Regions from separate parts of the Capra hircus genome. Here region 1 is linked to region 2. Evidence: chromatin contacts called from public Hi-C data. All regions are on one chromosome and are shown on one strand. The core of a region is the stretch at or near the end of the contact, and the rest is flanking DNA. Distances in the headings are between cores, read along the strand shown. Region 1 overlaps RNF123 (E3 ubiquitin-protein ligase RNF123). Region 2 overlaps TRAIP (E3 ubiquitin-protein ligase TRAIP).

Region 1 (6,080 bases), core at 218-2,717, 86 kb after region 2:
CCAGCATTCACTGTGCCTCTCAAGGCCCGGGGTCTCGTATCACCTCAGCAACTGGCAGCCCTCCCACACACCGGCCCTCCATGCCTCCCCTACAGCACGGGACCCTGCCGGGTGACAAGCTCCTTGCTGGCACGGATGGGGAGATGGCCTGTGTGACATTCCAGCCCTGATGCTAAAGGGACAGCCCAACACAAAGCCCCCGCCTGCCCCTACCGCGGCACCTGGGCCGCAGCCGGGGCTGGCTCCTCATCCTCATCCAGGTCATCCATGGTGGTCGCCTGGAGCTCCAGCGGGTCGATTAGGATGTTGGCCTTGGAGGCAAGGTCATCTAGGAGGAAGGAAAGGAAGGCTCTCAGGCTAGTGGAGGGGAGAGGGGTCACAGGTGGAGCTGCTCAGGGCAGCAAGAAGGTGCTGGAATCACATTGACCATGGTGCCTGCACCCTGCCGTCCACCTGCTCCAACCCAGCCTTCACTCTGCACCCCAAGGCCCTGGGTCTCGTGGGGCAAGTCCTGCTGCATGAGGCAGGAGGCTCTCCCGTCACTCCCTCTGTCTTTATCTCAATGACCTCACTCTGTCCAGGGCCCCCCTACGCCTCTGACTTTCCTCCTTGTCCTGCTCCGTAAACTGAAGCTGATCCAGAGCTGTCCCTGCCTCACTGCAGACCTGTCTCCACCTCTATTCTGACAGCCAGACATAACAGCTCCGCCTCCAGCCCAGGCCTTCGTCCCGGCTGCATCGCTGAGCCCTCAAACACACCGCACTACCCTCTCCTGCAGCTCCTGTTCCTGAGGGGGCCTCAACCCCACAGCCTCTGGCAGGAAGCCTGGGGTCATCCTTGACCCCTCCTCTCCCCCCCACGTCCTCCCATCTCCTCTGCTGCCTGGATGACTTTGCTCCCTTGTCTCCTTTCTGGGCCCTTGCACTCCACCCTCCACATCCCAGCGTCCAGAGGGAGCTTCTTACAATGCAGACTCCCAACCCCAACCTTGCTCCTCTGCTTCAGGACCTTCCAAAGCTACCCCTGTCCCCGAAGGAGCCTCCAGCAACTCTGTAGCCCACAGGCCCTCAGACTCCGCCCTGCAGCCTCCCGGGCCTCGTCTCCCACCGCTTCCCGCCTCTCATTTTCCTCTCCGGCACAGCTCTCCAGGCCGTGCTAGGCCACCGCTGGCACCTCTGCCACCGCTCACACCGTGCCCTCAGCCCTCTGCACCGGAGCCGCTTGTGCTCATCCTCGAAAGCCGCTCAAGCAGCAAACACGCGCCACCTCACCCCATGCCACCCCTCACCAAGACCCCAAGGTTGCCCCGATCCATCAGCCCCGGATTTCACGACAGAGCTCCCAGACCTCCTCTGGGGTGGGTGCAGGGGCAGGAATAGCTGGACGACAGCCCGAGGCAGAGGAGGGAAAGCCACATCTTCCCCGCTGAGCAGGTGGGAAGCTCGGGCGCCCTCTGGTGGACATAGCGCAGCTCAGCAGTCAAGGCTGGGCTGGCTCAGGAGCTGCCCTGCTCCCCACCCACGGGCCCACGCGCACCTTTGAGCGTCTTCCGAAGATGCGAGAGGAGGCCTCCGAGGCGCTGCAGGTCGAAGTAGTCCACCTTGCCGTTATAGAAGATCTGGGGTGGGACGTAGGCCTCTGCGAGGTCACACCAGCAGTCAGAGCCCAGCAGGACCCCTGGCCTAGGCCACCGACCTGACTAGCCTTCCCCTACCACTCCTGCCTCTGCCGTTTCAGGCCAGTTCCAGGAACGGCACAGCTTGGGATGAAGGGGGCATGGTTGTGCGTCACCCAGGGGAAAATCAGAGGGCCCTGACCCAGCCCTGTGGGAGATCCCCCAATCTAGGCTGCTCCCACTGAGCCTTAGGGCTGTTCCACACAAACGCAGAGGCCCCAGCACCTCAGAGCCCATCCAAGGCATCCCTGATGAAAGGATGGGCGGGCAAGGACCGAGGAAAGGGGCCTGTGGAGGACAGAAAGCTGGGGACCATCAGAGCAAACACTATGCCCCAGGGAGCAGGGCTCCATCAGGCAGGAGGCCTGGGACAGCACCCCCAGCCCTGGCCTCAGCCAATGCCCAGGGGCTGCCCGGTGCCCAGCTCTGCCCAGCGTCTGCCACGTGGGGCCCAGGCCACACTCACCCTCACTGAAGGAGGTGCGTGGGTTTGAAGCCTTGTACTCGTCCCAGTAGAAGCGCAGGGCCGAGATTAAGCGGTGTAGGAAGCAGACCATGTACTCGGGGGGGCAGAGCATGGGAGTGTTCTGTAGACACGGGTGTGAGACACGCGTCTGTGTGGCCCAGAGGCCAGCCTGCTCCTCATCCAAGGCCCTGCCCTGGGACCCGGGACTCAGTGGGGAGGGCAGGGCAGCAGGAGACGAGCAGACAGTGCCCGAAGCCAGGTGCAAACCCCGCGACACAGCCGGGGGGCCGTGGTGGGGACACCTACCCCCCGGCCGCTGGCATTCTCCTGCAGAAACTTTCGGAACTTGGTCAGGAAGATGTACCTGGAAGCTTCACCCTTTGGGGGAAGGAAAGCTGAGGCTGTGAGGAGCTGAGGACGCTGGCCCATGCTGAACCCAGCGGAGCATCCCAGCCTGCGCCCTGCACCCTGCCACAGGGCCCGTGCCAGCCCTGCCCTCTGGGTCTCTGGGTCCCGTCTGGCCCCCTCCCCACCAGGGATGCAGGCAGGCTTGGGAGTCACTCACCCCATTGTCATCTTTATTGTTCAGCAGCAGCTTCAGGATCTGGACCTGTAGTTCTTCCACCACTGGAGATGGGGTGGGGAGCAGGACACCCTCAGGCCGGGCCAGGCCCCAGGCTCCCAGAGACGGACGGGGGGAGCAGCTTTGGATCAGGGCTCCACCACCAGGGATCCCTGTGTCCCACCTAAGCATGCTTTCCACCAAGTGCCCCAAGTACACCTGCACACAAATCCTCCACCCCCACCCAGTGCCCGAGGCTGGGGGCCAACCTTCAATGCGCTTCTTGAGCCTCTGGCAGCCCCGTTCGTAGGCACGCCGCCGGAGCCTCTCCTCAGAGGTCTCTTCCCTCACCTCCTCTTTGCCCTGGGCAGGGGCAGGGGGATCTGAGACAGCAAGACTCACCCAGGACCCAGGAGAGCCCTGCTCCAGCCCTCAGACTAGGAAGCGGCCTCGTGTGCCAAGCGCAGGTGGTCCAGACAGCCTGGGTCAGCCCTCGCTGAGACCACGCCCACCCGCCTCAGGCACGCTCACCTCCCTGGGGGAGCGGTGGGGCCACCAGGTGGTCGGGATAAGCTCCTGGAGGCCAGCCTCCTCCACACGCAGCGGGCTCTTGATGTAAAAGAAGACGATGGACCGCAGCACATCGAAGCTGGTGGTCGTCAAGGCAGAGCTCCGCTCACCACTAGGGCCCCGGACACCCTCGCGAGTCCCCCTGGGAAGCGCTCCCAGAGCCTGACCACCTCCCTCCCAGGGGCCCGTGGCTGCTGTGTGCCTGTCTGCCCTGAGAAAGGGCTGTGGTTATCAATTCCCCGCCCAATTCCCTGCAAGCACCTGATCACGGCTTGTCACAGGAGTAGAAGATGCTGGGACAGCTGGGCGGAGGGCTGTGGCCTCTCCATCTGCTCCTGCCTCCTAGAGGCTGAGGACCCCAGAGAGACAGGACAGCTACCGGCACAGGCTTCCCAGCCAGGGGCCCGAAACCACGCTCTCTTTCCTACTCTTTGCTACATGGAGCGGTTCTCCATGTTTTTCTGGAAACAAGAGCTGACTCCGTAAGATCTCACATGAACACCCACCATGGACCACAGATAAAAGTGCGACGCTTTGGCTGAAGAGCGCAGGCGCAGGTGGCACCTCACCCACCTCTGCATAGCGCTACCCTCCCTGCTCTGGAGAGAAAGTGCTGGAAGGCTGAGTCCTGAAACAAGGTGGCTCTGGCCCTCCTGAGCCTCTGTGGGGAGCCCTGGCTGAAGGCACACCGCCCTCCCAGGGCCTCTGCTGACCCCAGCGGGCACCGCAGGGCTGGCCTGCCTGGCAGCATGGGGAGGATACAGGACGTTGCTAAGGAGAAACTTGCGGGACTTCTCGTGACTGAGGATGGCGATGGTGAGCCGCAGGTAGTGGATCTGTGGGGAGAGGGTGCTCAGAGGGGGCGCGAGAGACCCAGGGGGCTCAGGGCTGGGGCGGGAGCTCCCACCTGCAGGCTCAGGTCAGGGACGATGGGCGAGAAGCGGTAGAGCCGCAACAGGGACATCATCAGCTGCTTGAGGCAGTCCTGCACCTCGTAGTCCTGGAAAAGGGGGTCAGGCTGCACGGCGAGCCGCCGAGGGCAGCCTCAGGCCAGCCGTCCGCGCGGCCTTCTCCAACACCTCCCCACACCTCCCCCCGTCCTGGCCTCACCTCCATGAAGAGCCACAGGAGGTCCAGGACGTGGTGCACCACGGTCTGCGCCTGCTCGGGGGGGCCCGCCTCCACAACGCCCAGCAGGAAGCTCATGAGCACGGCCTCCACCACGTACACCTCGCACTGCACCAGGGCCAGGGGCTGGTGAGGTGGCGGCCTTCTATCCCACTCAGGCTGCCCCCACCGCATCCAACCCTGCTCCTGGGCCCCCTGGAGGACCCCTAAGACATGGAGGAGCCCTGCCGGGGTCTGACGGAGACACAGGAAAGGCCGCTGCCCCACGGCCCCTCTGGGGCTCTGCACAGGATGTTCCCTTGGCCTGGGATGTCACCACCCCTGGATCTTTTCTAGAAAGCCCAATACCCTCAGCTGGAAGCATCTCCTCCTCCCCACCCCCTGCTGCCCCATGACGTCCTTGAGGTCCGAGAGCTCTGGTCATGGGGGCCCTGCCAGGTGATGTGGCTGGACCTCACACACCTCAGCACCCCAGCCCTCAGCCTGGGCCTATCCCCTCCCTCGCGTCCCCTCACCAGGAGCGATGCAAAGTGATGGAAGATGTGGGCCAGGGTGAGGAGAATGGTGGGCTGGCCCTGCAACTGCCACTCAGAGCTCTTCTTCTCCACCAGCCGCCCTTCCTGGGGATGCCGGGGAGGAGAGGACAGTGAGGGGCAGAGGGCCGCAGAAAGCCCCCAGCCCACCTGACCCGGACACCGGCTCACCACAGGGTCCAGCTCCACGCTGAGCACCGCCCGGAAACAGCCCAGCAACCTCTGTGCCCGCACCAGGCTGGCGCTCGGCGGGTCCTGCAGGGGCCGGTAGCCCGCCACTGGGTAGGTACCACCGAGTTAAGCCAGCAACAGCTGCTCTGTGGCTCAGCAAGCCCACCGCTCCCACCGAGACCCCTGGGGTGGGGCCTGGGCTCCAGAGCAGGGCTGCGAGGTCAGACTGCCTAGTTTGCACCACACCGCTCCCTCCCCTTTCTCTGTGGACTGAAACTTCTCTTGCCACGTCATTCTCTTCACTGTTCAACTGAAGCAACGATGGTTAGTGTAAGCATCATCCTTGACACTCACCTAAGCCATACCCCGTTCACTCCTCATGGCAGCAGGGCCGCCTCCAGCCCACAGGGAGCCCCCCTCCCAGCTTCCTCAAGCGCACCCAAGCGACCCACAGCCTTCTTCACAAAAGGATATCGCAGCGGACGGCTGCCGAAGTTGAAGGCCACAGACTCCTTGAAGGAGAGGCTGATGGCTGGGAAATAAGCCATGCCCAGGCCCCTGGATAAGTTCTCAAAGGCGGTGCCCAGTGACACACCATTCCTGGAGCAGAAAGGAGGGCCTGTGAGCCAGGGCTAAGAAGGAGGTGGCTGAAAGGGACCCGTGAGCAGGCCTCTGTGAGGGCTGCCCACCCTCCGGCTGTCAGAGCCAAAGCCCTTACAGTAGGGCCTGGACTGTGAGGGCAGCCTGGGGTGCCCCAGAGGCCAGCGCTGGGGACAGAGAGGAGACTCACAGGGAGAAGGACAGAGTGCCTTCGTCCAGGTCGATCAGGCAGCTCACAATGTCCCCCGCCGCCCACGCCTGCCAGGGGAGGATGCCGTGCAGATGAGCAGAAGCCCAGGGCCCTGCCCACACTGCCTCTTCACCTGCGTCTGCACTGCACCAGGGGAGACTGACTACAGGACAGAGGACCTGAGT
Region 2 (6,153 bases), core at 2,733-5,232:
CGGGCAGATCAAAGCCTGCAGAGCAAGCGGCTCTAGACCCAGATGAATTTTGTATCAGCCTGGGTTGGTGAGCCTCTTGCTCTCCAAGGGGCAGGAGGTGATTGATCTGAATCCACAGTTGAAATTCTGACCTCATATGAAGGAGCCAGTCATTGCCGGGTGCCATTTGAGAAGGAAAAGGACCCAACTGGGTGAACGGATAGGGCCCCAGGGTGTTCGCCGTTTCTGGCTCTGCTTGGTGGCTGGATTGGATCATGTGGCCTGGCCAATGGGAAGGAAGGAGCGGACCAGCACCTGGCCACAGAGCAGGAGTGTGCTGGCGTTCCCAGGTCGGAGAGGAAGTGGCCAGGTGCTGAGGGCAGCTGTCCTACCCTGGCAACTGTCCATAGCTGATGGATAGCATGGCCTGGGTCTGTGCTCCAGGCTTCTTCAGCTTTCTACACAGTCGCTGGACTCTGGCAGCCCCCAGCAGGCCTTTAGATGCTGAGAGTGGGCTATGCTGACGGTAAGACGTATCTCAGGAGGAAGCAAGCCGGGGGGTGAGGAAGCAGCTGGTCCAAGGCCTTGTAGCAGCAAAAGCACACGTCAGAGTGGGGCCCAGGAGCCTTACCTCCTGGGGCTTGCACACATGCTTATCAGTATTTTCAAAAGCAGACGGTTCTAGGGTGGAGTTCTCCCGGCGACTTTAACCTTGGCCCCTGGGATCCGCCAAGCAACAGACATGTTGGGGTGCGTTTGCTCTTCAGAAGCAGATGAAGTACTTGGAGCAGCAGCAGGATGAGGCCAAGCAAGCACGGGAAGAGGCCCGCCGACTCCGGAGCAAGATGAAGAACATGGAGCGGTGAGCTTAGAGCTGGGGCCTACCCGGTGCCCTTGCACCCCCGGGGCACGACTCTCGGGGCTGCAGCAGGGGATGGCTCAGCTCTCCGTAGGCCACGGGGGGCTCAGGCCTTACTCAGCCTGTGCAGGCTCCTCCACTTTCCATGGGAAACCTGGCAGGGCTTTTGTTCTAAGAACCTCTCCGTGGGCATCCCTGACCTGAGACCCTCTGTCAGCACCCCTTCTCCCTCAGCACCATCCCTGCAGCTGTGCTAAGCTCTGCGCTGGGGCCTTTCTTTGGGCAGAGCCTCCTGCTAAAGCATCCTAGCAGCTCAGGCTGTCTCCATAGCAACGGCAGCAAAGGGAGGCAGAGCTGCACTGGGTACCTACCCATCAGCCTCCAGATTTTAAATGCCGTGGGCCGGGTGTTTTTCAGAATCGAGCTCCTACTCCAGAGCCAGCGGCCCGAGGTGGAGGAGATGATCCGAGACATGGGTGTGGGACAGTCCGCGGTGGAGCAGTTGGCTGTGTTCTGTGTGTCCCTCAAGAAGTGGGTACTCTGGCCCCGGTATCCAAGCTGAGTCATGGCCCCCAAGCCATGCCCCTCTGCGTGTTGCCCGTCTCTTATGAAGCAGAGCAGGCAGAGTGAGGAGCAGGCTCTGGAGCCCTGCTGCCTTCGTTTGAACCACATCCCACCTCTTACTGTGTGGCCAGGAGCCAGTTTCTTAACGTCTCTGATCCTTAGCTTCCTGAACAGATAATAATAACCTGCCTCACAGAATTATTGAGAGAATTGCATGTGAATTATAAGTGTTATTTCTAAGGAGGTTGGCACAGCTTGCCATGCTCCAGTTTGATATCTGGAGCCTGTTCCCCATTAGCACGCGGTTACTGACCCCACCTGGCTTGCATCAGAAACAGCTCAGGTGTTCATTCCCATGGGTGTGGGGTTGGAGAAAAGGGGCCACTTGGCTGACAGGTATGAAGGATCCCCGATGCCTGGTGTGCAGCCAATTGGTGTAGGGGGCCTCCTAGTGGGGCCAGGGTTTCCTGCACACCCTCTCAAATCTCCAGTGCCTGCAAGCAGGCAGGAAACAGCGATTCACTAGCTCTTTAGCATCTGGGGTGCTTGACCCCCTGCAGTGCCAGCCGGTCCCTGCTGGGCTCCGGTGTCAGAGTTGGAAGGAGAAGAGCTGGGGGCTTCGGCTGGGCTTTGTGTTTGCTTGGTGCTGTGACTCAGTCTGACCAGGGGTGTGTCCCGGGCTGACATCTCTTCTCCATGGTCCCTGCATAGAGAGTACGAGAATCTAAAAGAGGCCCGGAAGGCCTCAGGGGAGCTAGCTGACAAACTGAAGAAGGACTTGTTTTCTTCCAGAAGCAAGGTAACTGAATGGGGAGCCGAGGGTGAGGGGAGAGGTGGCTGTCCTTTTGTCATGTGTGTGAGCGGCTCCTAGGCCAGGCCCTGGGGCTGTGGGATGACTCACAGAGACTGGCTTCTGGTCCTCACTAGGCACTGACTCTGGCTTGCTTGGCTTGTCTGCTTAGGGTGGCAGGTCACGCAACTGTCACCCCAACACCTGCACACTTTTGTTCCCCTCTGCTCTCTGGGTACCTCTCAGCTGGCTGGGGCACAAATGTGATGGCTTCAGGGGCCTGTTTTTTGTTCCAGGCCTAGAGTAGGAGGCCTCTTGTTCTTTACTTTGTGGTTTGTTTATTTTATTTATTTATTGTGTGTGTGCTGTGTTTTGCCATTTGGTTTATTCCCCTTGTTCTTCTGTTCCCTGACCAGGGATTGAACCTGGGCTGTGGAGTGAAAACCCAGAATTCTTACCACTAGACCACCAGGGGACTGACTCCCTGTAGAAGGCCTCTTGAAACCTGAATCAGTCAACACAGCTGCTTTTATTTCTGGGCATGGTGCATGTCAGGGCATAGATGTAGGGAGGAGCCCTGGACTGTTCCAGATGAACACTGCCAGACTAAGACAAAGGTCCAGCCCCATGGAGCTCAGGTCTTCCCTGTGTCCCCCGCTCCTCCTGGGTCTGGGCTCCCACGAGCTAGTGTAGCAGCAGGTGGGGGCGGGGCACACAGCCAGCCCTGTGTTCATCCTTCGCTCCTTACACTTTTTTGCAGTTGCAGACAGTCTGCTCTGAACTGGACCAGGCCAAGTTGGAGCTGAGGTCGTCTCAGAAGGACTTACAGAGTGCTGACAAGGAAATCGCGGTGAGGAACATCGGCGAGCAGGTGGGAAGGAAGGGTGGTTTATGTGCCCTCCAAGATGTGGGCTGGGTGAGTTCTGCCTACAAACCCTGTAGCAGTCAGTGGTCGCAGCTCTGGGCTCCCTGTATCCTCCTGGTTCAGGGTGGGTCAGGACAGGAATCTTGGCCTTTGGTCTGAAGCCTGGGCTCCTCAGCAGAGGACAGAGAGCACAGGGATCTTGCTGACAGTCTGTCCTGTACCTGCATCCTTGAGGTCACCAGAGGAGGGGGGTTCCCCGGAGGAGGAGGAGGAGGTCACCGGAGGAGGTCACCGCCAGAGGGGTTCTGAGGTCAGGTGGTCCTGGCCTCTTGAGCCTGATATTTGAGTTTCAGGCCTTGTTCTGGTCCCAGTGGGCTTGCCTTTCATGCGTACTGCCCATGGTGGCCACCCTGGACTTGGTGCCTCAGTCTTTCTTTCACACGCTTCTCTTTCCTTCCTGAAGAGCCTGAAAAAAAAGCTGACGATACTGCAGGAAACCCTGAAGCTGCCACCAGGAGACAGTGAAACTATCAACCGCCTTGTTTTAGAGAGGTTCGTTGACCTTCTGGGGTGGAACAGGGACTCCAAGCTGGAGGAGCTCCCTGGTAAGGGTGTCTTCACCCTTTCTGGCTTTGTTGGGGGGTAGGTGGCCCAGGTCGGCCTGAAGGTTGTGGACCTCCTGGCCTGAGTGACAGCCAAGACTGAGCTGGAACGCAGCTTTGAGGCAGGCCCTGGGCTTTGACAAAGAGAGGCCAGAAAGGCCCTGGGGATGGTCAGGGAAAGGGGAGGAGCATCCTGTGTATGAAGCAGCCCACCTGATACATCTGCCTGCCCCAGGTTCTGAAGCAAACATGAAGCCACCCACCAAAAGAGCTCTCCTCTGGTCCCAGCACCGGCACACTAGAGCTGCCAGCAGAGGGAGCCAAGAGGCCGAGGGATGGCTGTCCCTGCCTTTGTGGCCGCCCGGAAGCCGACAGGCTGAGAGGGTCCTCAGGCCTGGCTGGCCTGCTGGTGGTCCGAACAGAAAACACAACCCAGCGACCCAGCCACTTTTATTCGAGTCACTTTTCAATGCTGGAAAATCACTATGGTCCCTTTTCCACGCATCCACTCGTTTGCTTGGAGCCTGCCCATCTAACTTAGGAGCTGCTTCCCTGACCCTTTCCCTTTTTACCACCTCTGTGTGAGGCTTGGGACCATCCTCTACTCCTCCCATCTGCCAAGCATAGCAACCCCTGGGCATCCTACCAGTCCCTTGCCAAACACCTCCCAGGACCCTCTGCACTCAGCCCTCATGGAGCTGGCCTTGTGGGCGGGGTGGACCTTCAGGCTTCGGGCCAATTGCACTGCCCCTCGCAGCAGGACACCCCTTGCCTTACTGCTCTGTGTCCTCACTGCTCCGTGTCTTCACTGCTCCGTGTCCTCACTGCTCCGTGTCCCCCTGCTCCGTGTCCCCCTGCTCCGTGTCCTGCTCCGAGTCCCCTGCTCCGTGGCCCCCTGCTCCGTGGCCCCCTGCTCCGTGTCCCCCTGCTCCGTGTTCCCTGTGTCCTCCTGCTCTGTGTCTCCCTGCTCCGTGTCCCCCTGCTCCGTGTCTCCCTGCTCCGTGTCTCCCTGCTCCGTGTCCCCCTGCTCCGTGTCCCCCTGCTCCGTGTCCCCCTGCTCCGTGTCCCCTGTGTCTCCCTGCTCCGTGTCCCCCTGCTCCGTGTCCCCCTGCTCCGTGTCCCCCTGCTCCGTGTCCCCCTGCTCCGTGTCCCCTGTGTCCCCCTGCTCCGTGTCCTCTGCTCCGTGTCCCCCTGCTCCATGTCCCCCTGCTCCGTGTTCCCTGTGTCCTCTGCTCCGTGTCTTCCTGCTCCATGTCCCCCTGCTCCGTGTCCCCCTGCTCCGTGTCCCCCTGCTCCGTGTCCCCCTGTGTCCCCCCGCTCCGTGTCCTCTGCTCCGTGTCCCCCTGCTCTGTGTCCCCCTGCTCCGTGTTCCCTGTGTCCTCCTGCTCCGTGTCCCCTGCTCCGGGTCCCCCTGCTCCGTGTTCCCTGTGTCCCCCTACTCCGTGTCCCCCTGCTCCGTGTCTCCCTGCTCTGTGTCTCCCTGCTCTGTGTCCTGCTCCGAGTCCCCTGCTCCGTGTCCCCCTGCTCCGTTCCTGCTCCGGTCCCCTGCCTCCGTGTCCCCCTGCTCCGTGTCCCCCTGCTCCGTGTCCTGCTCCGAGTCCCCTGCTCCGTGTCCTGCTCCGAGTCCCCTGCTCCGTGGCCCCCTGCTCCGTGGCCCCTGTTCTGTGTCCCTCTGCTCTGTGTCCTCCTGCTCTGTGTCCCCCAGCTCTTCTCCACACTGAAGGGTCCACTGTCCTCTGCACTCCCTTCCCTAGTCTCCTCAGCAGAAATGAGCTTACTGTCTTCTGCACAGGTACTGCTTCATATTCAGATGCCATTGTGTGCCAGGGGCCTCAGAGGTGCTCTGGAGGCTTGTGTACACCCTGGTCCCCCCAGGATGTACACACCCAGCTGTGGCATGTGAGATCTTCCCTGACCAGGCATCAAACCCTCATTCCCTGCATTGCACGGCGGATTCCCAACCCCTGGACCACCAGGGAAGTCTCTAGGAACACTACTTGAATGTATGTCTCATATTCAAGCTCTGAAAGTGCCAGCCCCCTAGGGGAGTTGTTTGGACAGTCTCTAATATGTCCACTGGCCATGATAAGTAGCACTGGAAGGAACATCCATCTCCTTCAGCCTGTGGTCACCTCTCTGACAGGATCCTTGCATGCACTCTGAGAAATGAGGCTTCTTGAACAAAACGTTTTTCATCTGTGTATTTGGATTTTCTGTGGGTTTCTGCTTTCTTCCTTGCATGTCTCCAGACTTCTACTGTGTGAAGGACCAAGCCAAGGACTAATCTCTTTTTTCTGGAGAGATTAGGGTTTCCTTGAAGGATAGCTCTAAACCAGGTGTGAGCTCCAGGCCCCTGGAGCTGATCCATCTCTAATGCTTGAGGGGTTGTTGCCACTGTGATCTTGAGTATCCAAACTGTCTCTGCCTTATAGCCCAGCTCCTGTGGAGATGGTGGGCCTGAAGCTTCGCCGGCCAGCCTTTGGCGATGATATTG

What was found. A called contact is a pair of places that touch in the nucleus more often than the background predicts.
Region 1: a contact with region 2 is called in a Hi-C map of blood, with 2.1 times the contacts expected there. The contact joins two enhancer-like sites. A contact is called at or near these places in 2 of 5 Hi-C or Micro-C datasets (both in blood).

Annotation. Positions count from the first base shown.
Region 1 is chr22:50,572,469-50,578,548 of ARS1.2, forward strand. RNF123 (E3 ubiquitin-protein ligase RNF123) reads right to left here. Exons shown (of 39, transcript XM_018066654.1): 9 at 5,896-5,963; 10 at 5,580-5,705; 11 at 5,106-5,220; 12 at 4,917-5,021; 13 at 4,384-4,509; 14 at 4,181-4,273; 15 at 4,036-4,109; 16 at 3,235-3,352; 17 at 2,973-3,066; 18 at 2,707-2,768; 19 at 2,448-2,519; 20 at 2,142-2,262; 21 at 1,537-1,638; 22 at 222-328. Among named protein-coding and RNA genes, the nearest start is that of MST1, 9.9 kb to the right of the region's middle. Within about 2 kb of position 1,468, at least 3 of the 5 cell types and tissues checked have an H3K27ac peak or open chromatin away from gene starts, as enhancers often do.
Region 2 is chr22:50,483,684-50,489,836 of ARS1.2, forward strand. TRAIP (E3 ubiquitin-protein ligase TRAIP) reads left to right here. Exons shown (of 15, transcript XM_005695941.3): 6 at 747-841; 7 at 1,256-1,369; 8 at 2,114-2,201; 9 at 2,953-3,042; 10 at 3,521-3,609; 11 at 6,092-6,153. Among named protein-coding and RNA genes, the nearest start is that of UBA7, 8.6 kb to the right of the region's middle. Within about 2 kb of position 3,983, at least 2 of the 5 cell types and tissues checked have an H3K27ac peak or open chromatin away from gene starts, as enhancers often do.